7 separate regions of the Mus musculus genome follow, and all the other regions are linked to region 2. Evidence: chromatin contacts called from public promoter capture Hi-C and targeted proximity ligation data. All regions are on one chromosome and are shown on one strand. The core of a region is the stretch at or near the end of the contact, and the rest is flanking DNA. Distances in the headings are between cores, read along the strand shown. Region 1 holds the start of Ccnj (cyclin J). Region 2 holds the start of Fra10ac1 (FRA10AC1 homolog (human)). Region 3 holds the start of Aldh18a1 (aldehyde dehydrogenase 18 family, member A1). Region 4 holds the start of Rpp30 (ribonuclease P/MRP 30 subunit). Region 5 holds the start of Sorbs1 (sorbin and SH3 domain containing 1). Region 6 holds the start of Entpd1 (ectonucleoside triphosphate diphosphohydrolase 1). Region 7 holds the start of Blnk (B cell linker).

Region 1 (4,045 bases), core at 711-3,210, 2.6 Mb after region 2:
TACAGAGAGCTTCATGAAGAATTCTCTCCCCTGCGTGCTCCGATGTTAGTGTCTTGGCTGCCAGAGCGTGGTGGCTTCCGACTGCCGGAAGTGCCCGCAGTCCCAAAAGCCTTCCAGAGAATCAGCTCCCACCCTCATCTCTTGCAACCCAACTCGAGGTTCCATTCTCTGTTGTGCGGGTGCCTTGCCCGGTTCGCTCTGAAACCTTTGCTAGTGTCTTTTGAAGTTTGGATTATCTTTACTGAAGTGGAAAACTGCCCTCTACTTTCCTTCCAAAATGGAACCCTGTCGTGTTTACTGTCCCCTCTGCTGGCATGCCCATCCACCATCTAGATAGCCAGTCGCTTCCCCTCAGGCCTTTGCATGGCTTCCCTATCATAAAACGTCGGCCTATCCACCTATCTAGCCTTTCACTTTGTTTGCCTTACAGCACTTGTTACCGTGTGGTATGGATTTATCTTTCATTTATTATGACTTTTCTCTTCCCAGTAGAATGTAAACTGTGGGAACACAGAGTTGAAGTGCCTTCTGCCCAGCTCACTCTAAAGGGATGAAAAAAATAGTAAGACCGAAATTCCTTTTAGGAATGTAGACTCTAGAGAGACCACCAGAGACATACACAGGCATGAACAAGGATGAATACTGGCATCTTATAAAGAGCCATCTAAGTCTAGAATAATACATGATTTCTGAACCGGTCTCTCCCGGCAAACAACGTGTTCAAAGTAGACTGTAGGACAACCTGCTTATTACAGGATCGCATAGGCAATTATAGTCTGTGACCCACTTTTCTGAAAAGGTTCTTAAGAAAGGCCTGGACCCTAAATCATTTGGAAGCCAAAAGCTGCTTAGTAGTCGTGAATTGGAAACTGAGTACTACTTAAATACCATAAATGACATGGAAATTTTAGCCAGATAACGTCCTTTCCCTCTACTAGTAGTCTCTTCCCGAAATGCACCGGGCTAGGCTGGGTTCTGCCAATTTTCACGTGCATGCTTCCAGTTTCTTCCCATCATTTCCTGAACCCCTGCTCTCCCCAGGCATTGTATAACACTGTCACACAGGGGTCTGCAGCAGCCCTTCCGGGATGGATGCAAATACCAGGGTGATAAGCCATGCTCCCGAAGTGTGCACTCATCCTTTTCTGTACTAGCCCTTTGTCACTCTTCCTCTTTCTAAACAAAATATTCAAAGTAAGGGGTGAGGTCTCATGATTTATGTTTAAATATTGAAGGAAGTCGCTTTACAGTCTCTGGAAAATTGAGGGAACCCATCTACTTCTTTTGGGGTGGTCCTCCAGACACTCTCAAATACAACTGATGGGGTTTCTGTTACATTTCCAGCCCCAGCCAATCGCCTCAATTGACGCTGGAGTGTTCCCACCGTTTAGGGTCTCTTCCTTGACCACCACAGATGGTCAATTACATCCATTATGGATCTGACAAGCCAGGTTGCTAAAGATGTCAATTCCAGTCGCAACTCGCGCGAATCGCCGAAGTGAAAGCAACAAGAAGAGCTGAGTTAGAAGAGCTAAAAGGAGTACTGGGTTTAGAGGGGAGACTGGAGCAGAACTCGACAACCAAAGCGCCTTAGGGACTGGTAAGAGCTAAAGCCCATTCGGAAGGCTTAGGGTAGGGGGAGGATCCCGGAGAGCAGCCCCTCGGAAGTGAGACAGCGGGCCAGATCCGCGCTGCCAAGTTTTAATCCCGGGGCTGAGACATCGCATCTTTCTTTGCCAGCACCCGGGACCCATCAAAGATTCTCTGCAGGTGAGCGGCCCTCGGGCGCCGACAGACCGCGGAGGCTGCAGAGCGAGACCGCCCGGCACCGGGCAGGGGCCCGGGAGACGGAGTAGCACCTGGCTCGGCCCGGCCGCCGATTGGACGGCGAGGCGCGACCCCGCTGTATCGCGAGAGCCGATTGGCAGCGCGGGGCGGCCCGTGCCCCGGCGCTGGCTTTGTACGGCGAGCCGCCTGCCGGTCCTTTAACAATGGGCGGCGCGAGCGCCCGGGTGCTGGGCCCTAGCTGAGGCGGGGGCTTCGCGGCCGACGGTCCGCGGCATGAACGCTGCCGGCGCCCCGTGCACGCCGGCCGGGCTGGGGCTCTGAGGGCCGCGGTTCCGGGTAAGAAACCGCGTGGGCCGGGCAGGCCTGCGGGAGCGCAGCGAGGCGAGGGGAAGCGAGGCGCGGAGCACGGCCGCCCGCCCGGCCTTTTGTTTGCCGCTCCGGGTCCGCGCTGCGGCGGGCGCACCGCAGACCCCCAGGGTGGTGGAGCGTGCGGGGCTGTCGGCGCGGACCTGGTGTCGCGCGCTGGTCACTCTCCATTCCGGCGACGTTCTGACAATGTCAGGGCTCCCGCGCCTAAGTGCAGGCGGCTGAGGTCGAACCCAGAACTCGGAGAGCCCGAGGTGGGCCGTCCCGCCCGGAGCTTTCAGAGCTCGCACCTTTCTGCAGTTCTTGCAGCGGGCGATTGCAGACGACTGGGTAGATCAGGCCTTGCTGGCGTTGGAAGATGGCTCGGGGTCGGGTCAGGTGAAGAGGAGCAGCCGCACGGGGTGACCTGAGATCGCATCCCTGGAGGAGGGGGCGCGGAGGATCGCGGGGGGACTGGGGGGGGGGGGAGTTGCTGGCCGTGACCGCGTCTGGGGCGTGTCTTCCAGACTGAAGTTGCGGCGTCTGGCCGGGCGCACCTCCGGCTTCCATGGAGCTGGAGGGGCAGTGGTGGCGAGGACAGCTGGCTGCGGATATTCACCAGGCGCTTCGGTACAAGGTAACTCCCGAGACCCGACTTTCCCCATCCCGGCTCTTGTGCTTCCTGGAAAGGCCAGTCAGGTTCTTTACTCTCTACCTTCCAGGCCAGAGAAGGCGAGTTTGCTCATTTGTCAAAGTTAATTAACTTCTTCCTTCCCTGGGCTGCATCCGAAGAACCTGTAAATGTGGAGAAGACTGGGGCGTGGTAGTTGGGAGAAGGAAGGTGGATGGTGTTCCGATGTTGCCAGGTCGACCATGGGTGTGTGTGTGTGTGTGTGTGTCTGTCTGTCTGTCTGTCTGTGTCTGTGTGTGAGTGAACAGCCCTCCTTGTTTCGTACATGCTGTTGCATGAAGCTGGTGTAAGCCCTGTACATAACTCAGTTCTCCAACCTTTCCCCAAACCTGCTCTGAGACTTCGGACAACTTAATTTTCTCTTTCTCAGTTTCCTCGTCTGTAAAAGGAGAAATAACAACGACAGAACGTCCTTATGGGGTGATTGTGAAATCTGTTAAGTATGTACTGTGCAGGAACTTAGAACAGTGTAAGAGCTATGTGATAACTTACTGTTCCTTGGTCCTTCAAATCCAGGCTATACAAAAAGCCTTAAGGTGGAGGGAGCTATTCCTTGGTAATGTCAAGTGTAGAAAATAGACACAATGTTCTTAATAGTCATGGGGGGGGGGGAACCTACTCCTTTTGGACCAAAGCCTGGGTATTCTAACTAATGATTATAGGATGGATGTTATAAGTCAGATATATGCGATAGCCCTGCTTCTCTGACAGCCAGAGGGAAGACCCAGAATGATCAACTTAACTCAGTTTCACCTTGGATGAAAACTGGGAAAGGATCGAAACAGCTGACTCTTTAATAAGATCCTGTAGCTTGAGCCTTAGGGATTTTTCAATGATAATAGGTTTATATCTGGTGTATATGACCAAATTAAGCAGATTAGGACATGGAATCTTGGCTTAAGTTGTTAAAATTGCACCCCCAGCTTGAAATTTCCAAAAGTTCTTTAATAGTCCTGGCATTCAGTCTCTTACTCTGAGTACATCCCAGACCCCTATGAGATTGCTCTACATAAATGTTCCAACTACGGAAAGGTTCTTTGGAATGTTAGAGGGAAAAGTCCCAATTCACTTTGAATTTTGGGGAGGTATATTTGGATTTTTCTAAGTGTCAGTCTTTTTATCTTTCTAGTGTGTAGCAAAACTAGTTACTTGGTTTAAATGGTAATGGTACTTTGAGTGTGGGGGTGGGGCTGACAGTTTAAAGATTTTTTTTTCATGATG
Region 2 (3,836 bases), core at 1,018-3,517:
TCAGAGTCATAGCCTCCATGCCCATGCATCTGCAAAGGAGTGCGAGGTCAGCCGTGCGGACCCGAGCTGCCAAATACTCAGGAAACACAAGACTGAGAGTTAAGTGATCTTAAACAGCCACAAGCTTTACAAGTCATGCTGGGCAGATCATGGTCTCTGGTCTACGCAGCCACCTAACACTTTAATCCCTTTGAAATAAGAAGAATAAGGACATTAGTCACTGGCCTTCCAGTGAAACCTAAGCCTGGATATTGCAAAGCGACTCCATGCAAGGGACAACAGTGCATCACTTTTATTTGTGCCACACACCCCACACCCCCTAGAGATGTTTCAGCCACAGACAGACCACTGGAGGAAAATACAAATTATTGCTTAGTACTTCAACTATACCTTCTACATTGTAGCTATGCCTAACTGTGCAAATACCATTACACTTATCTACAGTAATAATTGCAACAACATGCTATATACGTTCATAGTCTAGAAAGATACTAGTTTGGGGGCTGTCTGTAGTAGAGGTGTTTGATGGCTGTACCATTGTAGAAGCATACTCTCTGCTGTTTGAACAATGAAGGAGCTGCAGAAATGTATTTAAGTGTCTCTCTTATTAAGCACTGGGTGACTATATTATTACTTTGTCATAGACACAGTGATAAGCACTTTTATAAAGCTTATGATTTTTCAAGTTAAAAATAAGTACTTGCATTTTAGGAATGAAAATGTAGTTAAACTAATCTACTTGATTCTTAAGGCCCCAGTTTCAACAATCTCTTGGGAATATTAGGCACAACTTGCCAGAATTAGTGTTTGTAAACAGTACATTATCAACTGATTAAATTTTTTTTCCTTAATTTTTAAGCATGAGTTTTAGCTGAGGTCTCCTTAAGCTAAGTTTCCTTACCCCTAGGCTTAGTCAGTCTTATTATTTTCCGATGGATAGTCTTGGAATTGCTGAAAAGCTTCAGCTGTCAGTTGTGCCTGAAAAGGCATCTGACTCCAGCATTACACAGAGTTTGGAACACACATGAGCAAGGGTACAGATGATTTTACTACTGTATATCATCAATAGTCAACTCCTGCAGCTGAAAGGAGCCAGTCCAGGTCAAGTGATAATATTTTTCAGCTTTGGTATTTGTGTCAGTAAGTGTACAGAATTCGTAACACACATTAATAGGGGTAAAGGTGGGTTGCAATCTTTATTGCTGAAAGGACCCAGTCCAGGTAAAGAGACATTAACTTTAGCATCTGTGTTGGCAAGTACAGCTAGGATAGCCAGTGTCTGCGTTCTTGACTACCTTCTGTTTGTCATTCTGTTAAATAAGGTAGCTATGTCAAATCATTAAATTCTGTGAGTCTCTGCAACTCCATTTTCAAACTTGGGCGTGTGAGTATATACCTCTCTTCCTTATCCCACCAAATGCTAAAGAGAAGGCAACAGCCAAGCTTTGGAGACATAGGTTTGCAAGCCACAGTTCTTCCTGACCGACAGCTATCATTGCCTTATACACCTAGACGTCACACCTTTTAGCAGATCTCATCAAGGCTGTTCAAATTCTACTACCCTCTAATCCATCCTCACGTGCTTCATATATTGATGGTGGAAAACCGCAGTGTGGAGCCTGGAGCAGTTGCAGAATCTAAGGTCTGGCTGGCACAGACGCGTCTCCTACTTCCCCACTTATGTAAAGGTTAACATAGAGGTTATGTAAAGAAGCCCAAACCTCAAGCTTACATAGTTTGGGGACGGTACCTAGTACAGGAAGACCTGAAACTAGTAGAACCTGGAACTAGTAGATCATCTTGACCCCTCATTCCAGACACCTCTTCTCTGCTCCGACGCCACATTTCTTTTTATCTCGGGCAGCTTCATCCATCCCTTGAGCTATCTTAACCCAGTAGCTTCACTAAAAAGCTCTCACTCAAATCATGCTATCAACTGACTGGAATTAAGAAAATCTCGAGAATAGGGCATCTGCTGCCTCCCGAATCTGTCAAAATAAAAATGAGACTCAACTACTAAGAACCAGTTTCAAAGTCCTCTCTGAGATCAAACACGCCCACGGCCCTCCTTACACACCCCTTCCCTTCCGCTCTTCTCTGTCTGGCAAGTTCGCCCCCAAGAGTCCTGACAGCTGCAGCGACGAGCCACGGCCTCAGCGAGCCGCTGCAGGTCCGCGCCGGTCCTCCAGAGCCACGCAGCGCCGCCGCCCGCGCCACTGTCACCGCACGCTGCACGCCTGGCCCTACGGGTACCGGCTGGGAACCGCTTCCGGCCCGGCTCAGAGGCGTGTCACATCGATAAGACACCGTTCTCCGGCGCGCCGACTCTGTGCTGCAGCCAGAATGGCTCGGGGGTAAACAAAGACGGCGGAAGAAAAGGCCCGGAAGAGGAAGCAGAGGCTCCCTGCTTTGGTCCCTCATTTTTCCTTTGGGCCATCTCCTTTTTCCTCTAGGGAATCCAATATGTAGTACAATGTGGCACTGCCCAGCCCACGTCCTTCATTGGAAAATGTATATTGCTATAGAGAAAAACCCCGCCTGTCACCTGCGGTCCTCTCTCTAGTAACCTTAGTAACGCCTCCACCGAGCATCCTCGCCCAGCCAGCAGCTCAGCCTCAGATCTGCCTTATCACCCCCTCTTTTTCCCCTACGAAAACAGTGCTCATAATTAGAACAGAAATAGCTTCCCCGCGTTCCGCCACCCACACAATAGATACTGTTCCAAAGGCAGTGCTGGCGGCTGAAGAGATCGAGTTGGCAAGGAAAAGAAGAAATGGGGAATGAAAAAGATTTCACAGGGTCGCAGATTCTACGCCAATAAGCAACCTAGCACACGCAGAAAGGGCATCCAATATAAAATTTAAGGAAAAAAAAAAAAAAAAAAAACACCTCAGGCAGCCAGAATTAAATTATTTTAAGCTCCACTGGGTTGTTCCTGCATTGTGTTTGCCCTACACCGTGACGTCCCATTCCTCTTTCCACTGGGTACAGATCTTGCTTCTCTTCAATACCAGCAGTTATTCATCTCGCACTCCGCAGCCAACACTGTGCCTTTGAAATCACAGGAGCTACTAAAACATTTGCTGAACAGAACTGGCATGCTTCTCACTTTTACAGCGGGTCCATGTTAAGGAAGAACTCTGAATCTTAATACACGTTCATTTTAAATCTTTTATCCTAACCAGTAGATAACAATATCCCTGTCAATCAGTTCAAGACTTTTTTTATTCCTGGCAGCAAATCATAGATACACCCTGATTTACATAGAGCAGCGATTGCAATCTTGTTAATTACAAAATTATAAATTTATGCATTTCAAGGTGCATTTGAATTATACTACAATAAAAATGTTTCCTTTAAAAATGTAAATAGGAAACCTCATAATTTAATATTATTAAAGTATTGAGTTAATTTGTCAAGCAGTCAATTTTTATAGATATCTAAAAACCAAATACTTTGTCCTTTTATCACTAATAAGAACTCCTGTAGCCTAAATGAAACTCTTGTATACCAATATTTGACATGCATTAGCATTTTTGTTCCTTTTTAAAAAACATCTTTTATCTATTAACTTCTTTTTAGTTTTCCAACAACCCTGTGCTGCTGTTGTAGGCCCTGCATTTAAATTTTTTAAAGATGTTGCTTCTGTGTCATATGTGTGTGCCTGCTTCTCCATGTCACATTACACATGGAGGACAGAAGACGGTGTGGTAAGCCCTGGAACAAGCGTGACAGAGTGGTGTGGGTACTGGGAGCCGAACCCTGGCCCTGGGAAAGAGCAGCAAGCCTCTCCACAGCTTTGCCAGCTATGGGGGTTTGAAGGAGAATGGGCCCCA
Region 3 (4,233 bases), core at 113-2,612, 2.4 Mb after region 2:
AAGGCTGGAAAGCGCCTGGGTGCACAGATAAGGCTATTGTCCACCCCCCTCTTCTGTCTTTTATAAGGCACTGACATTTCTTAACCTTTCCACTTACTTCCTTCACTGACACCAAAAGGTCAAAAGAGCCACTGATGGACAGCCGTGCTTAGTGGCAAACGCCTGTAATCCCAGCATTCGGGGGAAGTAGAGGCAAAAAGGATCAGAAGCCCGAGGTCGTTCTCAGCACACAGCCAGTTCTAGGCCAGCCTGGGCTACATAAGACCCTGTCTCAGAAAAGATTCTGATCGGGTCACATGCATAGTTCTAGACTGTTTACCCCTCTCTTGTCTAAGCACAGAAAGCTCTGAACGTCTGAGATCCTTGGAGGTATGAGGTCTACCATTTGTCTCTGGCCCAGGGAGGCAAGATCTTATATTGCAAACGACTGTTCAACCAGTCAGTTTGTTGTGACAGCAAAAACCAGACAGGTGATGCAAAAGCCCAAAGGGTATATACGTGGAGACTCTGTGATCGAGAGAGAAGTTCTTATATTTTAACTCAGAACAGCTTTCAAGTGACTAGACACAAACACACGGAGAGCTCTTATCTCACTTAGAGAAGTGAACTTCAGTCTCAACAAACTACCCAGAAAAACACATGCTGAGTTCATGGTTCACTACTTAATAGAAAGACAGAAACTCAAAGATAAATGTTGTTGCTTCGGAGGGTGGGGGAATAAGGCTGGGGTATGGCGTGCGGGGTGAAGAATCTGAGCGCACCCTTTCTGTGCCAGGAGATAATTATCACACACGGGGTCTCCGGGAATAACCCTGGCTGCAGGGAGAATCTCCTATGTACAGGTTCCATATGTCAGGTCGCGAGCCACAGAGAATTGCAGACTCAGGCCCTGGGAGTGCGTCCGTGGATGGTTTCACACCAGGTGTATGACTACTCGCAGCACAGGAGCCCTGGAAGCCGGTTGTGGACTTGGTAGGAAGAGGCTGCAGGGTCCTCCAGCCTCCGCTGGTAGCATACCCAAAAGATGGCCAGAGATCCCTGGGCCTCCTAAACCCTGCACCGGGAGCTGTGCATGAGCATCTCAGAGCACCTGGCTGCCCCGCGCCGCCGCCGGCTCCCGTGTCCACGCCCCTCCGGACCCGCGGCTGCACCCCGCATCTCCCCCTTTCAGTGAGTGTACCCCTTGCCCGGTGCTGCCCAGCCACCTACCTGCTGGCCGCCGACCCCAGCCCTGGACCACTCTTCGCGGCGACCGCCCTCTCCTCCGCCTTTTCTTCCGTCTACGTCCAGCTCTCCGGAGTTGCGTCAGCCGCGTTAGACTGAAGCCCCGTAGCGCCGCTGACGTTGGGAGACGGGTCTGACCCACGCTACGCCACGGCAACGGCGCAGGCGCTTCTGAGAATCGCGCCCACGCTCCACGTGGCGGCCCCCTCCCATCCCCAGGCTCCGCGCCCGCAGAGTATAGGGGCGGGGCTTCGAGCACCCAGAAAGGAACCTCCCCAGACAGCTTCCCAGAAAGGTAAGGAAGACTGGCTTCTAGTTGCTGATGGATTTCATAAAGCGTGTTTGACAGTTGATCGTCTATATGTCAGACTCACATTAGAAATAGATTGAATCAACAAAGACCGTCTCCCTCAAAACAAAAACAAAAACAAAGACTGGCTATTGAAAAAAATTGGCACCATGGTAAAACAAGTTGGCACCTAGTTACCCGAAAATAACAGCCCAAGTGTTTTCAGCAAAGGTGGTGGTAAGAATACTGCATTTTAAGACGGTGTGTTTAATCTCTGATTATTAATAACCACTGATTATCCCAAAGTTGAATGCATAACGGACACAGATCATCTCCTTCCGGGCTGGCAACGTTCTCGTCCCATAGCACCGTTCGTTGCAGGGAGGCCATTGTCTAGAGAAGGTCAACTGTGGCTGAAAATTGGTTCTTTATGCTTTTGTAGTCCTGACAATGCTACTGAGCCTATTCATTCATTTTCTAATTCACTAAAGGGAACTTACCACTACTTCTCAGTCCATGATGCAGGAGTATGGGGGGAAGGGCAGGGGGCGGGGAGCGGGGGGGAGTGGGGGGAAGGGCTAAAAGGAGGTTTCAGCTTAGGAGAGATCCACGCTCATGGATGATAGGTTTGCAGAAGAGAACATCTGGCTGGGAGCTCACCATACAAAGATTTTGAATCTTATGGGTCACCAAGTCAGTGAATCCAAACTTCTAAAGCCCTGGAATGATATGATCAGGTTTTTGTGTCGGAAATCAGCACAGAGGTGTAGAAACTGGGAAGTGGGTTAGCCTATTGCAAAGCGCCCTGTAAGAAATAAAGCAGACGAAAGGCGCCGACAGGGGGCGTGGGAGCAAAAAGGAAGGCGCGCTCACAGCACTTTTTGCTAAGGGTTGAGTACCAGGAAGAGGAGTTCTTTGAAATGAAATGTGCGTCGGCATATGAGATCTAGGAAGAAGCTGAGAAAATCTGTGCTTTGGGAAGGGTGTTGGCGCCAGGACGCGTTAAATTTTGAGCACGTTGAGGGTGGGGAGGTGGGGCATTAAAGAGAAACAAAACAGCAGGCGCTGATTAGATCTGGTACCCGGGCTTCTAAAAAAAGTGGGGGGGGGGGGGTGCGTGTGGGTGTGTGTCAGGGGTGTAACTAGACTAAGGGACTGGAGCTAAGTTAGAAGGCGATTCTGATTCTTCAGTTCACCCACAGATCACCTTATTGTAATTGCTTGTCTGTCTTCCCTCCTAGGGAGCAAACCTCTGGACAGCAAGAAAGCATATTCCTAGAATATGAGATACTTTGTAAGTATTTGAGGAGTGAATAATTATTATGTCTTTAGTTAAAAAAAACCAGATTTCTCAAAAAGTGAATTGGAATTGATCATCGGTGCTGAAAAAATAAATAAATAAAAGAAAATGAGTTGTTAACATTCGTGTTAAACTGGTGTTCCTTGAAGGTCATTCCTTCAACTCCAGCATTTCATAGGCAGAGGTCAGGGGATTAGACCCTAGCCAGCCTGGGCTTCATACATAGTGAGTTCCAGGTCAGCCTGGGCTCTGCAACGACACACTATCTAACAGTGTCTCAAAGAATCGAGCACGAAACTCCTTAACTTTCTACTGTTTTTTTATTCTTTCAGTGATAGTTTACTTATTTGCTCTGCCACTAATATTCTACTTTGCCAGTGGAGAGAAAGGAGTGCGTTAGATGAGTGAGGAGAAGGGAAAATCTGATTCTAGGCACATAACCTGCTTGTCTTTCTATGAAAAGCAAGAATTTAGCTAGAGTGTCTTTCTCACATACTCAACAAATGTTCTTTTTGTTGACTGGGGGTGGGGGGTGGATTTTAACTTCTTCTAGAAAATGGGAATAAGGTTCAACACCACCAGGAAGTCATGCAGGAAGTAGGACATTTAGAATATGGTCTTTCACTCTGTAGCCCTAGCTTCCTTGGAACCTGCTGTTCTTGACTGATTGGCTGAGTGACTGGGGAGGAGTGGGGCGTGCCATAGCACTCGTGTAAGCCCGAATTTATGAAAGCTGATTCTTTGCCTGTACCATGTGGATTCTTGGAATTGAACTAGGGTCATCAGACTTGGCTGGCCCTGGAACTTGTGTGCAGACCAAGTTGACGATGCTTCCAAAATGCTTCGATTCAGATATATGCTGCCGCCACTGCCACACAGAAATGTATCTTCAGGTGCCAGGCTTAATGTCTTTCTTTTCTTTCAGGAGGTGAGAGGTGAGAAAAGGTCTGATTGATTCTGAAGCTCATGCTGGTCTTGAACTCAGGCTGGGATTAGGAGCATCGGCCACCACACCGACTTTAAAATAGCTTCAAGTTGTAAAATGTAAAGAGCAGATATGCAACCCAACAAAGCGATTTACTGGGGTGGGGTGGGGCTGGCATGTGTGTGTGTGGTGTGGTGTGTGTGTATGGTGTGTGTGTGTGATTGAGTCTTCAAGGGCAATAGGGAAATTCGGTTCTCCCAAGAGACAAGAACAAGAACCTGGAACATTAGGAACCAATGCCATCCTCTTCTCCTGAGTCTCTTCGTTACACATCTCCCATTCTGCCCCCTCCCACTTTTCTGGAAATAGTCTTCCCATAGTGCTGAGTGTTGTGAAGATTTTTGGCAATCATAAATAGTGGAAGGTTTCTTAACACAACAAACGATCACACATTATTTTGAAATTGAACAACTGAGTTGCTTCTGGCAGTGCTCG
Region 4 (3,717 bases), core at 1,086-3,585, 2.1 Mb before region 2:
CCACTTGCCTGTTAGAATTAAATCAGCAAAACATACAGTTGTGTTCCGTTCAGCAATTTCTAAGGTCTTCTTCAAGTGTTGCATCCTTGAGGCCTCTGCCACCCATTCAGGCCAACATTTGAACTTTTTTCTTTCCCATCCTTTTCTCTCTGCCCAGTCCTGCCTCCTTCCCCTTCCTTCCCGTTCCCTGCTTCCTCTCTCCTTCCTTAACCTCCCTTTTTTCTTTTCCTCTTCTCTCCTCATACCATCCACAACTGTCCTCCCTACTGGCTTTTCTCAGGAGACAACACACTAGGCAGCTCCTGAGCCAAAATGCTTCAATCCACCATTATACTGCTGAAGCATTCACTAGCTCAAATGTCAAAAAGGTAGATGTTGGTTTAAAAAAAATACTTATTTGCTTTGAAAATTAACAAGATGCACACATAAGTACTTGGCAGATGCTCTGCCGCAGTGCAGTGCTCAGTGGTTTTTATCTCTTCATTTCATTTCATTTCTAATCCTTCCTTTCCTCTTCACCTAAGCTCAGTGATTTGTTCTGAAATGCAGCATCATGGTGCAGTGGGAGGGGGTGCCTTAGTGAGCCCTTTTATAGCAAGCCAGGCTTGTACCTGGCTGTTGCTAGGTAACTGTTAGGAGGAGCCTAGAAGAAATGCTAACACTCAGAACAAAGGGAATCTAAAAGGTGAAGACCACAGTAACATCACCATGACTCTTAAAGAATTATGCCCTCTGTAGTCTAACCTTAATATCAAATAACTAAAATTCTTATTTAGGTCCACTACACAATGGCTACTCGACTGACCAATCTAGATTTTGTGATCCTGTATGAAGACATCTCTCTACTACTATAAAAGTTAGAACTAGACATTCTGATGAAAGCAAGGGGTTTGTTTTGTACGGCCTTGGTCTGGTTGCAGACATTATTTTGTTGTTGTTTTGTTCTTGGAAAATATCAAGTATTGGAAACAATCATTTATGAAAATTAACCAAACATAGGTGTGGCAGTGCTCAGCTGTAATCCCAAAACCAAGGATACTGAGGCAAGATGATTGTGGATTTAAGTCCACCCTGGGCTACTAATAATACCACCTCTGCTACTGCCTCCTCCACCTCTTTCTCCTCCTTCTCTTCCTCCTCCTCTCCACCACCACCACCGCCATCATCATCATCTTTCAGAAATTTGTAGGAAATTAGTGATCATTACAGTAGTGTGGTCAGATGGAGAAGACTCCATATTCTTTGTGATTAGTACAGAAATTGAAAATGCTTCTAAACATTTCCATCACTTTGGTATAATCCCAACGGACAAGCTCATGAGAAGTGGACTTTTCTTATTTGAGAGACCAGCAGTTCAGAAGTCCTATTGAGTTGCACGAGGCTGGAGCTGCTTATTAGTAATGCGCAGAAGGGTTCGCATGCTAGGCAACTAAAGACTGAATGGAGAGGGGTAAAGGACTGGCCCTCTACATCAAGTAGATTAAAAATCGTGTTCTATGTTGTTGAATAATTGATCTGTCAATATTAAAGAGTTCATTTTTAAAAGGGTCATTTAAAAGTAGAAACATCAAATGATATGTGTATGTTTCTCATGAAAAACATTGTAAGACATGTTTTCATTTTTGCCCCTCCCAGTCAGTCCTCTGGCTAAAGGATGTGTTGGCGCTAAACCATCAGCTTTGAGAGCACTCTGCCATCTTGTGGTTGTAGTCTGTAACGGATTGTCTTAGCCCAAAGAGTTTAGATAATCTTAGCCACAGACCAAATACTTCAAAAAGGCCACTTTCAAAGAATGGAATGTACTGTGGAAATAGGAAAGAAAAATAACTTCCCATGTATCTTCATTTATTTGTTAGTTTAACTACTTTTGAGACTCTGTATTTCAGACTGGCCTGGTACTCTCGGTATAAAGAAGGTTGGCCTCAAACTCAGAGTTCTCTCTGCCTTCCCGGGTCTGGGATTAAAGGCGTGTATCACCACGCCCGGCTCCCCAGAGCTTTAAACAGGCTTCAAGACCTTAGAAATGTCTGCTTGACATCGGTATGCTCTATGGGTGCCTTTAAAATGAGTCACTTTGCATTGCTGTATGGTAGGAGCATGGGAGATTTGAGCCCCATCAGAGAGTACCAAAACATTCCCATTCAAATTATGAATAAGTAAGGCTATAGGTCCCAACACACTAACTTTGGCTGGATTCTAGGGAATAGGAAAGTCTCTGCAAGACGACCCAAGACGACTGAGAAAGAAAAACTACAAATCCCAGAAAGCTCAAGGAACAACCTAAAACTCCCAGCATGCCTGAGGGACAACACGGCGGCTGCGCAGACTGGCGCGCGGGTGCTCCTGGGATGTCAGCATGGCGGCGTTCGCAGATTTGGATTTAAGAGCGGGCTCAGACCTGAAGGCTCTGCGCGGACTCGTGGAGACTGCTGCTCACCGTGAGTCTACTGGCTTGGCTCTGTCCCCCACACCATCCAGCTTTGTTTGGTAGTTTTTTCAGGCCCCATTCCGGTCTCTCGTGTGATCTGCCTGACGTCCCTAAAGGCAGAGAATAGCTGCAGTATCACCCGGATCCCCTGGGTGAGAAACTCGGGCTCTTGACAAAGCTGTTGTTGTTTGTGTTTGCCCAGTCATTCGTGCAGAGGGAGAGAACGGAGGCCTAAGGGGTCGAGGCATTGGCATGGAGCCTGCGAGCTGATGAATGATAGGAACAGGGACTGGTCCCCTCAGCCAGTGCTTTTGGTATCAGCCCCTTTTGAGTCACACGGCATCTGTCAAATACAGAAAGCTGGGTCTCGGGCAGGAACTGCTGTGGGAGCTTAGAGAATGGGAAGGGCGTTACCTTATTTCTCTCGAGCATCTCAAGTGCCTTAAGGATGAACGTTGATCATGTGAGCTCTCACCTGGCATAGGGCCTGCCAAATAATAGATTCTCAAATCCCTTCGAGAGGAAGGAAAGTAGGGCGTTATTGGGCTGACTGGGAAGACGAAGGGCCGCTATTTTATCATTACCATGCATTATTCTTTTAATATTAATACACTATTATCCTGTCAGTATTTTAGGCAACTTAAAGACAAGAGTCGTGATTTAAATGTATTGGGGACAGGGCACTTGTCTGTTGTGATGGTAAGACAAGCCTGTAGTGTCCCTCGTCTGTTATTGTAGAGTACCTCAAAAGAGATGTGAGGGAGTCATCACTCCATTGCTCCGTAGGAAAGGGAGCAAATGTGAGGGGGATCGCAGAAGAAAGAAATGATAACAAAGGTGACAGAAAGACATAAAACTTGAGTCTTTAGCATTGTGTTAATATGAACCACAGCCTAAATATGTGCCTGGCTTCTAAATGTGGCAGCTAAATATGTGCACTCTTCTAAAATACTGGTGCTGTTTCACTTCATTTTCATGACACTTGAAAGTCCTGTCTGCTGTTAACATCATGGGACAGGTGAAGAACCTGAAACTTCACCTTAAGTCACAATAAACAGTAGGGCTCAGGATCTGCCTCCTACCCCACCCCCTTATTTTCCAGGTCTCGGAATTGAATCCAGGACTCTGTGTATGCCTAGCAAGCATCCTGACACTTAGCTACATCCCTATTGTCATGCCAGACTCTTGAATCTCTTATCAATATGATCATTGTGAACAAGAAAGTATATTTTTTAAATGATCTATTTTTCTTTTCAGTGGGATACTCAGTTGTTGCCATCAATCACATT
Region 5 (4,110 bases), core at 191-2,690, 2.3 Mb after region 2:
TGTCCACCCCACTTTTAATCCACCCTTCAATCACCACCTCGATATCTTTCCAGCCAAAACACACACTTAAATGTAAAGAGAGGTATTTTAAAAAATCAAAAAAAGCATGTGGTCAGACAAGCTGTCCCTGGCCTTCTCCAAGGAAGAAAAAGGACACACCAGTGTTGGGGACTGGAAGATGGGCGGGGGGGGGGGGGGGGGATCAGTCAGCGGCCTAACATGCCTGGCAGGTTCTATGGTGTCTCTAGATGAACATCCCGCCTACTGACTGAAATCAATTTTAGCAATTTCAGTAGGTCGGCCGTGTGACAACAGGGGCAACCCAGAGCTCAGCGATTCAAACAAAAATCCAAAGGCTCGTCCAGAACATGCTGGGAAAACCCTCGGACAGGATGGAATGAGCCGGCTCAGAGGGATCTTCTGCTTCTATGTAGCAATGCATAATAAATTCTGTCCGCCCGGAAAAAGCACTGATGAATTTCAAAGGCATAGTATGACACGCAGAGGTTCCAGGATACAGAAATCGACAGCACGTCGCCCTTCAAAGAAGCATAATGACTTTAAAGCCTCCTTTCCCTCCTATCTCGAATGTCACCACCGCTTATCAGGGAAAAGACCGTGGAAACCCCGGGAGGGACAGCCTGGGAAATAAGAGAAAGGAGTAGCTTTAGGTCCCTTTGGTGATGGGCTGCCCTGCAAGATGCTGTCATCCAGTCATCCAGGGAAGCATGAAGGGGCCTGGGCGGTGAGCGGAAGCACCGTATACCCAGACACACACCCACCAACACGCTCGGATGCAGGCTGGTCTGGGCCAGCAGCGTAGTGCTTGCCCCCCTCCCGCCGCCCTCGGCTTAGGTGATGGAGTGGAAGGGTGTGCTGATGAATGAATACACCTGAGATGCCTCCATCCTGACACTTGCGCCCTTCTTCCTTTGGCCACTGCAGAAAAGACCCTCAGTAGTTTCACTTTCCAGCGCAAACCCACCAGGGCTCTCCCGTCTCCATCCACCCACACTGCAGCCAGGCTGAAGCGGGCGGACATTCCCTCCTAAGCAGAGGCCATGATCGCACTTACCTTCACCTACCAAAAACGAAAAGGCATAAAGAAACCTGGAATCCCCAAACCTCCCCGCGTCCTAGCAACTTTTCTTGAAGGGACGGGGAGAGGGGACACAGAGCAGCCGGGAGACACGGCTCGGCGAAGGTCCCCCGCGGCCACCCGGGGATGCTCTGGGAGAAGGGGGGCCCCCAGGTCCTTCCAACAGCTGGCCCTTTAAAAGCACCTCCTCCGCGCGCTGAACAAAGGCACCGCTCCGGGGGCCCGCTGCGCCCGCCCGGGAGCTGCCGCCGGAGAGCGCAGCCGCCGCCCGCTTACCTCGCGGGTCCCCGGCAAGGGCTTGCGCGCGTCCAGCCCGGCTCGCGCTCCACGCTACAGTCAGCCCCGCTCTGTTTTTCTGCTACTCCGAGCTGACTTCACCGACACTGGGGCCGGCCAATGGGCGGCGGCGACCAGCCCCTCATTAGCATGGCCTGGAACCGTCCACTCCGGCAGCGCCCAGGGGGCGGGGCCTGGCCGGCCGTGACAGGAAGGGGCGTGTGCGCCAATGGGGAGGCGAGGAAGAGCCCGCCGCCAAGCCTGCGTCCCTGTGAGCGGGGCGCGCGCCCGCGGGTTCCCGCGGATGTCGCGCGCGCACCCGCTAACCCTTTCTACCCTGGGCTGCCCGCGAGTGACTCCAGACGCTGGCCCTGTGGTCTCTATAAGGGTTTGCCCACAGAGAGCTTGAAAAGAACAGTAAGCGTAAAATAACAGTGTGTCCTAGCTATAAACAAATTACTTAACCCTGTGCCCTTTTGCTGATCTGTAAAATGGCACCATAATTCCTCTTGATAAAATGTAGTGAATAAAAGCTTGCCAATGGCACTGTCAGTCTGATTATATTCTACCAGACAGTTGCCTAATGCTCCCTATTTTCTCATTTGATTTTCCCAGCCTTGTGAAAAAGACGTTGTTACTAGTTTCTCGTTTTAGTCTTTATTTATTTATTTATTTATTTATTTATTTATTTATTTATTTATTTTTGGACAGGCGGCTCACGTATTCTAGCGCGGCCTCAAACTCACCGTGCAGCCAAAGATGATCCTTAATCCCACCTTCTGGGATTAGAGGCTGCCCCACATACTCACACCCCAGGCCAACCTCCTGACTCAGCCTCTAGAGCGGATTATTGGCTGCACCACTCTGCAAATTGGGGAGAAAAGAGTTTATTTGGCTTACACTTCCACAACACTGCTCCCCATTGAAGGAAGTCAGGACAGGAACTCAAACAGGGCAGGAGTCAGGAAGCTGATACAGAGGGATACCGCATACTGGCTTGCTCTCCATGGCTTGCTTAGTCTGTTTTCATATAGAATCCAAGACCATGAGCTCAGGATGGCCCATCCACAATGGGTTGGAACCTCCCCCATCAGTCACTAATTTTAAAAATGCCCTACAGGCTTGCCTACAGCCCCATCTTACGGAGGCATTTTCTTAATTGTGGTTCCCTCCCCTCAGATGACCTTAGCCTGTGTCAAGTTGACTTACAACTTTCCAACACAACAGAATAGTCACCTGAGCACAATTAATTCTTTTCTGCTATCTTGGGCAAGAATCTTCAGCCCAACTGTGTTCCTAGTTAGCAGGCTGTGTGGTGGGGTAAGAATAGGACCTAGTGACTGCACAGGCAAGGGGAACCCTGTCTGTAAAGGTTGTTAGATGTCAGGGAACAGTGACAGGTCCTGGCTGAGCACCTGCTGTCCTCAATTCTGTTGTCTGTGTATTTTAATTGAAGACTTCTAGCTGTCTGGGAGCTCGTGCTATAACCAAGGAAACAAGAAGCCTCCAGAGAACCCGGGGTCCCTCAGCACAGGGCTCTGCCTCGCCCAGACCTCATCCTGTTGCTTTGTAAAACACACTTCCCAGGCTCTGCTGTTACCTTATGCTACAGTCTGGACAAACAGCTCTCTGGTCTATAAAATAATAAAGCAGCAAGTATGAATGTGCCTGTATTAACAGTGCACTGTTGCACCAGGGCTGTGAGCTTTATATGCACCGCTACACATCTAACAACAACATAGCTAAAGGCACAGTGATACTAGGAGATTAGCCAAAGAGGTAGGAAATAGAAGGCAGAGAAACTGAGAGTTATCTACCTACCAAATCCAGGCAACAAGGTTTAGAACACACACACACACACACACACACACACACACACACACACACACACACAATGTCAGAACAACTCAATGTTCCGTTTGGGGCTGGAGAGATGACTCAGTGGTTAAGAGCACTGACTCTTCTTCCAGAGGTCCAGGGTTCAATTCCCAGCATCCACATGTTAGCTCACAACCGTCTGTATGTAATGGGATCTGATGCCCTCTTCTGTTGTGTCTGAAGACAACTACACTGTACTTATATACATTAAATATGCACCATTTAACAGAACACTAGGTAGCTATGAAAAATGAGGAAGTATTTTTGGTAATTTTAAAGGGGTGGGGAGCTGTGGAATTGGCTTAATAGTTCAGAGCGCTTATTCTCTTGCTGAGTACCCAGTTCAGTTTCTAGTGCACACACAATAGCTCACAACCATCAGTAAGCCGCCATGGCCCACTGTTGCCATAGCAAAACTCAAAAATGCTTATATTATTGAATGGGAAGGATGACTGAAAACTGATGTGTAAAATCTCATTACAATTTTTCCTCTAGAATTATGTATAAATATTTTTGTTCATCTTTGTTTTTCTGATTTTTTTTTCCCTTTATAAACATCTGTCAAGCCAAGTGGTGGTGGCACATGCCTTTAATCCCAGAGACAGAGGCAAGCAGATCTCTGAGTTCAAGGCCAGCCTGATCTACTGAATGAGTTCCAGGAGAGCCCAGGCTACAGAGTAAAACTCTATCTTGAAAAACAAACAAACAAACAAACAAACAAATAAAAAGTTATCAGATTATCCAGTGAACTTTTTAAAAAAATAATAATTTAAAAACGAAACACCAGACTGTACTCAGGAAAATTTGAATTCTACTCAAGGCCATTCTTAGAAATGAGAAAACTGAAACTCAAGAGA
Region 6 (3,757 bases), core at 48-2,547, 2.4 Mb after region 2:
AAAACTGAGCCCCGCCCCTTTACAAATACACGAAAGTGTAGCAGAGAACACATTTCCTTCAAAGCAACCTTAAGTGGTCACTAAATAAATGATTTGGGGAAGAACTATGTCTAACGGTAAAATTAGCTCCAGACACGAATTCTCTGCTATAAAGGAAATACAGAAAAACAAACAAACAAATAACGACAAAACCTCCATGAACTAGGAATCAGAAGGCTGGATCTATAGTCGGGCAATGTGGCTGGCTGTTCATTCATGAACTCACTTGGGGTTTACTGAGTACTGTGTGTGAGCACTGTGGAAGAATCTGTCGTTGGAAGTGAGGTGGTAAACAGGAGGGGTCGTCTCCATGCCTTGTAGCATGCAAATAGGGGCAGGTGGCTTCGTTTTTCTTGCTGTCATCTTGGGTTGATGGGACTCCGCAGGTCTCTTTCAAACCTCACAACTAAGATTACAAGCAGCTTTTTAAGGAGAAGCTGTCCAAGTGGCTTTGGGATCTGAGGACTTACACCGTCCTCCCTGAGGGCCAGCCCACACTTCAGACCTCTTCATTTCAAAACAAGTTCACACTTCACCTGCATTTGGGTCACCTTACGGAAGCCTGGGCGTGGCTACCCCTGTACCTAGGGCTTTGGAGGTAGGAAGTCAAAGCTGGAGAAAAGTGGATGACGTTTGTCATTTCACAGCTGGCAAGAGGTACCCAGTGAGCAATTTGCTCAGTGGTCCCATAAGGCTTTCCGGACAACTGTGTGGCTTTGCCTGCAGCTTCCCCCAGTGCCTGCATTCTTCTCCAATGAGACTGAGGAGTGATTGCTCATCAGGGACTGGGAAGGGGTCAGCTCTATGTGGTAGGAAGAGCAGCTCTTCCTCTCACAGGTGTTGAGTCTCAAGGCTACCAACATTATAGTTGCAAGGCTTGGAGCTTTTTCCTCTTTTTTCTTTCTCTTTTCTTTTCTTTTCTTCTTTTTTTTTTTTTTTTTTTTTTTTGGTAGTAGTAGAAATGTCTTTTTCAAGGGATAAAAGTAGATTTTCTGTAACAGAGGGGGTGAGAGATCTATAACGGAGGAAAAGAGGAAGGAAGGGGAAGGAGAGAGTGAGTTTTGAACACATACTACGTCAAGCCTAGAAAAAAGAAATTACAACCCGGTGAGCTTTCGAGTAACTAGGGGAAATGAGCTGGCCGGCTCCTCTCCCAATCTGTATTTCTAGTCAATGAAAAAGACATCGGGCTTGAGGTTCCTTCCGAAACCGGGCTGGCTAATTTAGCCCCTCCCACAAGCCCTAGGGTCTGTTATATCTCTGAACCGTGAGTACCTCTCTCGCAGAAAGCCACCACAGCAAGCAGAGACAGCAAAAACAAAAAACACCCAAGACAGACGAGGGAAGAGGAAGGAAACAAAAAGCTGCCCCTTATGGAAGATATAAAGGGTAAGACCAGAACTGATTTGATCCAAACCCTTCAGGGGGAAAAAAAAAGCCCAGACCCAAAGAGAGTACTTGAAAGAACCAAAGGCAAAGAGCCTGAATGAACTCTCCCTGTCTCCTGAGCGAGGCAGAAAAAGCTTTGGGAAACAGACAGAGCTCAGGGTTGTAGTGCCCTGGAGTAGGCTGAAGTCGATGAATATTCATAATTAATTGGTATGCAGATGTGGTTTTTTTAAGCGGCAAGTGACTGTTTTTCCAGTCCTCTGTACCTAAAGAGGCAGCTGCTTCATCTACGGTCTGGAGTCATCTAGTGTCGGTTTGGGTCCCTGGCTTGCAGATGTTGGGTTCTGCGTGTAGATTTGTTTTGTTCGAATTTCCTGCTGGGACATTAGCAAAGACTCTCGCTCCTTCTCTGCTGGGAGTTGGACAGGCAAGTTAATGTGGCAAGAGGCTGTCACAACAGGACCCCAGAGTGCGTGTTGTAAAAATGCTGTAAGCTGTGTGGGGGAGTGTGCTTGTCCCTGAGAGGGAGAAAGGGGTGGAGGGAAGAAAGGAAGAGTTCTCTTAAAAGAGCAGGTCAGATCGAACTGACCATGTTAGATTTTTGCCTACGAAACTGCAAGGGCAGACTGGTTTGCACAAATGGTGTGCAGTCTCTGCCTTTTACCTCTTTTGGGCATTTTCTGCCAGGACCGAGAGCTAGCTGCTTGCCAGTCCTTGGGAGCCAGGAACAAAGGGGGAATGTAGGGTCGCGAACCTACTTCATCGCACCGCCAGCTTCTCACAGGCTCACAGATTTCTATCACGTAGGATGCAGAGGGACTAGAGAACTAGCAAACAGATTTCTTCCCACGTAGAGCAGACCAAAGCTGTGTGGGCTTCCTAAGGTTTTATTTACTGTGTGCTGGGACCTGTGCTCCTTTCCCCATACGTGCCGCTCAGCTTCCCTCTCATCAGCCATATAAGGTAAGTGTTGTCCCTATCACCTCCACTTCCTGGAGGATTCAGTGCTGGAACTAAGAGCAGAACTCACCTTGGGATCCTGTAATTAGGAAGTGGCAACTGTAGACGCAGGCAAGGCTACTTAGGAAGACGGAAGCTTGGACCACTGGATGCTAGACTTGTGGGTCTCTGAAGCTCGTGGGGAGGAGATGAAATCTAGTCTATGCAGGAACTTGTATTTTTTCGTGAAGTCTACACCACCAATCTCAGTTGGTGTTAATGGTCATTCCTTCTGGGAGAGAGGCAGACATTGTTATTCTGTATGGTCTTTTACGAAAGAGAGGGTCTGAGGCTTGGAGGGGTTAGAGCCTATGAATCAAACGTCTGTCTAGGTGTCAAAAAGTCTTACATCTAACTAGAGTTCTTCTACTTCTGGTTTCTCTTCTGAACATGTGTCCCCACCCCCCAGCTAGTACTCACCAAGCTACTTTCAGTTCCCCAGGGACCTGGTCTTTCCTCCTGCTCAGTCAGCAGCAAGGCACTTTCCTCCATCTTGGAGGCCTAGCTCACCTTTTTTTCTTCTTTATCCTGGAGTCAGCCCACCTCTGTTTGAGTTCAGCTCCATCTCTCTCTCTCTCTCTCTCTCTCTTTCTTTCTTTCTGTTTTTTTTTTCTGTGAGCCTCAGCTTTCTCACCTGTGAAATGGAGAGAATAATACCTGTAACTAATGTAGACTGTGTGCTCAATAAATACAGACTACTGCTCTTACTCCTAGATTTTTCTTGAATATTGCTCTCCCTGTTAAGCCTTCTCCCATCCTTTGGCCTAGCTCAGGACCTGCCTTGGCCACCTCAACCAGTTTTAAAGTGGTGTTCATCACGCTCATTTTCCTTCACTCTATGACACTTTTTAGCCCACAATGCTAATTTTTGGATTCAACTTTGGATGTATGATATCAAGTGCTCAAGTGCACCTTTTTTTTTTTTTTTTTAAGTCTTAAAAAGAATAGCCACTTTGTCCAGGCAGGCAGAGTGGTGGGAAAGAGGCCTCTGTCATGACAGAGGGCAGAAGGTGGCTGGGTACTCACGAACCAGCTTCGGAAGTCACTGGGGAAGAATACTGAGCTAGGTTATTGATTCAGTAAAAGCCACAAGACAAGTCCGTGGCCCCGAGTTGGACTAGCAGTTTTCACCACATAAGGTCTGTAATGTTCTCTGATGTCCTTATGATGAATCAGCTCCTAAGCCACAAGGATAAGTCCTTGAGGTTGACACTATCTCAGAGGCGATGCTGTGCTCTGTCTAAAGGGTGCTTCTTAGGCCTTTGCCCAAGTCCAGAAAGTTCCTGTCAGCCACAAGAACCTTGAGCTCCTTAGTGGGCACTCAAACAGT
Region 7 (3,992 bases), core at 804-3,303, 2.8 Mb after region 2:
TCTCACCGGGAGGGATCGTAAAGTGATTAAAATTCTATTGCTCTCTTTATTTCGATCCTCATCTAGGTTCTCTGGAGCGCATTCTGAGCATTTGAGCGGCTTTAGGTTAGGGACCGTTGGGACCTCTGCTCAGAGCAGCCTCGACAGGAGACCCTGTCAGTTCTCTGCCAGGTCCTCTGACTTCTCCCTGCTTGTCCCTTCTCAGTGCTGTGCCTTTAACTCTAGATGCTGGGGATAGTTATATCCCCAGCACCCCCAGGATCTGTACCTTCAGCTTCCCCTATGCAATCCGTCCTGATCACTCCCTAACAGCACAGCCGCTGCCCAACTCTGTATGGTTAGACCCCCCCCCCCCGCCCCCAAGTGGCTCTTTTCCAGCTGGCCCCATTAGACAGGACCAATTTCCCAGGGCCCTCTCACCCCATACGTTCCACTCTGTGGCCTCTGCTAGGCAGGACTTTTCTCACCAGCCCACATTTGAGACTGCACTCGCATCAGCCTGTACGTGTGAGGTTACAGCCCCCTCAGCATGTAACCTGTTTCCCTCAGCTCTCCATCTGTTTTCTCAGCTGCCTCTCAGAGGCTTAATTCTTGAAGCATCATCTTCATGAAGATGTCTCTGCTACTCCAATCCTCTTCTCCACTTCGTGGCCCCCTTATTATTTCTACGATGTCTGCTCTACCCTTCCCTTCCGTGAGATGCACAGCAGAAGATGGAGGGTGCCTGTGGGACCTTCTAACTTCCATGTTAAAGGCTCTGTGGCTCTCCTGGGTATCCTCTATAAAATGGCTGACCAGCTGATGCTGCCCGCTGGTCTGGACCCCTTAGTACCTCTCAGTCTGCCTCTTACCAAACCCCTCAGAGTGAGAAGACCCATGTGCCACCGTGAAAGACTGTCCTTCTATCAACTCCATGTCTTTTCTTGTCATTTGTCTCAGACTCTCCAGTGCTCCATCCCTTAAGTATGACCTCATGAAAGTCCAAAGTTCTAGCCTGCACATGGAATATAACACACCCTTAAACGTTTGAAAGTTCCAGCCTCTGAGAGTCATCAGCCCCACTTCAGAAGACAATGCTCTTCAAACTCAAAAACTGGGAAGTCATCTTTGCATGGTCTCTTGACGTATGTATGCCTTAGGCCACTGCTGGCTTATTCTTTCTTAGTATATATTTCTTTAAATTGCCAAAGCTGTTTTTTAAAATGGTTATTGTTATTATCAGTATGTGTGTGTGTATGTGTGTGTGAAATGTGTGTGGGCATGATGTGTCAGGGCATGCATGTGCCAGGCTGGCAGTGACTGTGGAGTCCAAGGACAGCTTTGTGGAGTTGCTTCTCTTTCCGTTTTTTATCTGGGTTGTGGGCATGGAACTTAGATCATCAGACCTGCACATTCAGCACTTTATCCAGTGAGCCATCTGACATTCTAAAATAGATAGTCATGAGGGTACTGGAGAGACGCGTAGTTCCCCCAATAAACTTAGGGTGAACACCCACAAAACAAACAAGAGTCAGTAAGCGACAGTGACTACAAACGCTCTTCACACCATGGATGAGCCCCTCCTCAGACTCAGAAAGCTGGCTGTTGCTAGCATGTGGGCCATCAAATTTTCTATCTTCTTGCCTTCCCAGAGCTTCACTCTTTGTCCCATCCCTGGCAAAAACCAGCCAAAGCAGGTTCCTTCACTCCTCCTACACGTTTCTTTAAAAAGCTGATCTACTTCCCTATAGCCATTGCTAACCGATTGGCACTGGTCAAGTATCCCAAGGTTTTGGTGCCTCTGAGCGCTGGAGGAGCCCTAGAGGGCAAAGAAGAGGAATAAGGCTCCGAAGGGAATCTCTTACCTCAGCTTCTGGCTGGCAGGGACAGTTATCTTATTCAGCTTGTCCATTTTCTTGAGAGAGGATGTGTCGCTGTCCAGGGGGGTGTCAGCAGCTCCTGGACTTCCTGGGGAGCAGCATGGTAAGGCTCTGGCCTCAAGAACTCAAGCCACTGGAACTGACTTCTGCGAGCAACCCACAGGCTGCTGGCAAACACCCCTGCACAGGGGAAGTAAAACTCGCTGGAGCGCATCGCCAAGTTTCATGTTTCTACGAGGTCATGTGATCCAGGGAGTCAGCCAGCCTGGCTGATTACTGTGCGTTGTGTAAACTTCGGTAGTGAAACCTTATTGGGCATGCAAATCCCTTCCAGTAGCTCTTTTATGATCAGGTGTGTTGCCAGGTTGGATAAGTTTCTGACTGAGCACTACTTCCTGTTTGTCCCAAACCTTAGGTAGTCCCTGTTTTTAGCAGATGGCCAGAGTCACCCTGCCACTTCTTAGGTACAAGGAAAAGCTGAATAATCAATTATATCTGGATGGCTCTTTGGGGGCTTTCTGCTCATTTGCATTAAGCCATGGGTTAGCCTCTTCTTCTTAAGAACTAAGACATGAAATGGACAGTTCTTGTCACCGAGGTCACAGCAGTGGTCATTTAAAATGTGATAGGTAATTCTTTGTGCAAGGTCAAGGTCACTTAGGGGTGGGGAAAGGCGACCCTATCGTATGCTGTGTGGAGTCAGGAGTTGCCTTGCTGAAAGCTTGCCATTTTCAAATAAAGACAGGATACACTCAAAAGTCAGCTGAGGACAAGCCTAGTGATTTCCCAACACATGACATCAGGCGGATGCCTCCTAACTCCCCTCCATGTCTTCCCCTCTCATCACACCCAGTGCGACATGTCAGGTGTAGGGGTATCCCAAGCACAGTGAAATCCCACACCTGCCTCTGACCCCATCTAGACAGTTCTGCTATACTCCTCGAGACAACAAAACACAAAAAACAAAAAAATGAGAGGGCGTGTTCTTTCTTCCCCTTGGACCTGAACACCCCCACCCCCACTCACCTGGCACATCCTAGTCACCTTTGTGAAAGGAGATTACGTTCTGAACATTATCAAAGGACCATCGACCTGGGTCTAAAGAATGCACGGGGGGTTGGAGGGAGACAGAGTGGAGGGATTTCAGTTATCTCTCCTGTTATAGCTTCAAGGGCCTGGCTGAGGAGAGAGTGGGAAGGAGGACCAGGCCAGAGAAGGGAGGAGAAGAGACAGAGAGCAAACCCGGATTTCTTCCCGCCCCTGCCCACCCCCACCCCCAGGTTCTTTGTTCAAAGAGGAGCTCTTCGGTCCTCCTGGTTCCTTGACTGTTCACGTTCATGCACTATATCTGAATTTGCCATTCTTCAGGATGTCCGAGAGCTGATGCCTCAGAGTGGTTGAAGGGTGAGGTCCCTTTGCAGAAGAGTAGGGCATCAGGAGAGAAATGCAGACACTTGCTTCCCGTAACTGTTGCCTTTCTCTAATCTGCCTGCACGGTTTTCTTGCAATGTATCCTGAAGGAGATCTAGTTCCCTGCCCCGCCCTTCCCACAGCTCTTAGCAGAAAGGAACATAAAAACCATATATGATGTCATCAAGGGTCAGGAGAGTCTGGCCAGGGGGGTGATAATAGCCTTTTGTTCCTTCTGGATGGTTGTAAAATGCTTCCAATTGACCTGCGGACTTTCCTCTCCACCAACTCTGTCGAGCACCTGGTCTGGCAACTTCTTATTTCCCCAGAGAAAGAGAGAGGGTCGAGGGTTCCACTTCTGCTTTTTCTTTTTACAGCCGCTTGTCTTTCTTCTTTTTACTGTATTCAAGTCCGACACGATGAAAACGAGAAACTGCTTTTCCAGGCCGGTGTGTTGCAGTTCTGCCCCGTGTGGTGTGGAGTGTGTGGAGTGGGTCAGTTCAATGATCCAAGCCTGACCCAGTGGCTTTCCTGCTGCCACGGCTTGCCAAGAAGGGTTGATCACGACTGGGAACCGGTTACCAAATCTCAGCTGCTGACTTGTTAATGAAGTGAGACCACACAGTGTGACTCCACAGCTTATGCCTTGAAGAGCAGCCAGGCCCAGTCTACAACAGCAGGTACACAGATGACTGAATCACCAAAGTACCACGACAAATGCCT

What was found. Promoter capture Hi-C pulls out the DNA fragments that hold promoters and counts their contacts.
Region 1: a contact with region 2 is called in a promoter capture Hi-C map of liver, with 6 times the contacts expected there. A contact is called at or near these places in 3 of 39 promoter capture datasets (the 3T3-L1 cell line, cranial neural crest and liver).
Region 3: a contact with region 2 is called in a targeted proximity ligation map of astrocytes, with 5 times the contacts expected there. A contact is called at or near these places in 2 of 39 promoter capture datasets (the 3T3-L1 cell line and hippocampal neurons), 1 of 484 Hi-C or Micro-C datasets (CD8 T cells) and 2 of 130 datasets of targeted methods (acute myeloid leukemia and astrocytes).
Region 4: a contact with region 2 is called in a targeted proximity ligation map of astrocytes, with 2.3 times the contacts expected there. A contact is called at or near these places in 2 of 39 promoter capture datasets (the C10 cell line and pre-B cells), 1 of 484 Hi-C or Micro-C datasets (CD8 T cells) and 1 of 130 datasets of targeted methods (astrocytes).
Region 5: a promoter capture Hi-C map of hippocampal neurons shows a contact between it and region 2, with 6 times the contacts expected there. A contact is called at or near these places in 3 of 39 promoter capture datasets (hippocampal neurons, maxillary cranial neural crest and pre-B cells).
Region 6: a contact with region 2 is called in a promoter capture Hi-C map of hippocampal neurons, with 2.6 times the contacts expected there. A contact is called at or near these places in 2 of 39 promoter capture datasets (the 3T3-L1 cell line and hippocampal neurons).
Region 7: a promoter capture Hi-C map of hippocampal neurons shows a contact between it and region 2, with 3 times the contacts expected there. A contact is called at or near these places in 2 of 39 promoter capture datasets (hippocampal neurons and liver).

What each region holds. Positions count from the first base shown.
Region 1 is chr19:40,829,319-40,833,363 of GRCm38.p6, forward strand. Ccnj (cyclin J) reads left to right here and starts at 1,961. Exons shown (of 6, transcript NM_172839.4): 1 at 1,961-2,124; 2 at 2,661-2,770. The coding sequence starts at 2,702. It overlaps Cc2d2b (coiled-coil and C2 domain containing 2B), which reads left to right. Exons shown (of 35, transcript NM_001376940.1): 35 at 1-460.
Region 2 is chr19:38,221,885-38,225,720 of GRCm38.p6, forward strand. Fra10ac1 (FRA10AC1 homolog (human)) reads right to left here and starts at 2,268. Exons shown (of 14, transcript NM_001081075.2): 1 at 2,078-2,268; 2 at 1-29. The coding sequence starts at 29.
Region 3 is chr19:40,587,101-40,591,333 of GRCm38.p6, forward strand. It overlaps Aldh18a1 (aldehyde dehydrogenase 18 family, member A1), which reads right to left and starts at 1,363. Exons shown (of 19, transcript NM_019698.2): 1 at 1,210-1,363. Gm27042 (a long non-coding RNA gene) reads left to right here and starts at 1,432. Exons shown (of 4, transcript XR_386705.4): 1 at 1,432-1,519; 2 at 2,755-2,807; 3 at 3,739-3,857.
Region 4 is chr19:36,081,381-36,085,097 of GRCm38.p6, forward strand. Rpp30 (ribonuclease P/MRP 30 subunit) reads left to right here and starts at 2,336. Exons shown (of 11, transcript NM_019428.3): 1 at 2,336-2,438; 2 at 3,686-3,717. The coding sequence starts at 2,357.
Region 5 is chr19:40,512,296-40,516,405 of GRCm38.p6, forward strand. It overlaps Sorbs1 (sorbin and SH3 domain containing 1), which reads right to left and starts at 1,441. Exons shown (of 29, transcript NM_178362.1): 1 at 1,076-1,441.
Region 6 is chr19:40,658,473-40,662,229 of GRCm38.p6, forward strand. It overlaps Entpd1 (ectonucleoside triphosphate diphosphohydrolase 1), which reads left to right and starts at 1,298. Exons shown (of 10, transcript NM_009848.4): 1 at 1,298-1,428. The coding sequence starts at 1,413.
Region 7 is chr19:40,992,168-40,996,159 of GRCm38.p6, forward strand. Blnk (B cell linker) reads right to left here and starts at 2,054. Exons shown (of 17, transcript NM_008528.5): 1 at 1,845-2,054. The coding sequence starts at 1,891.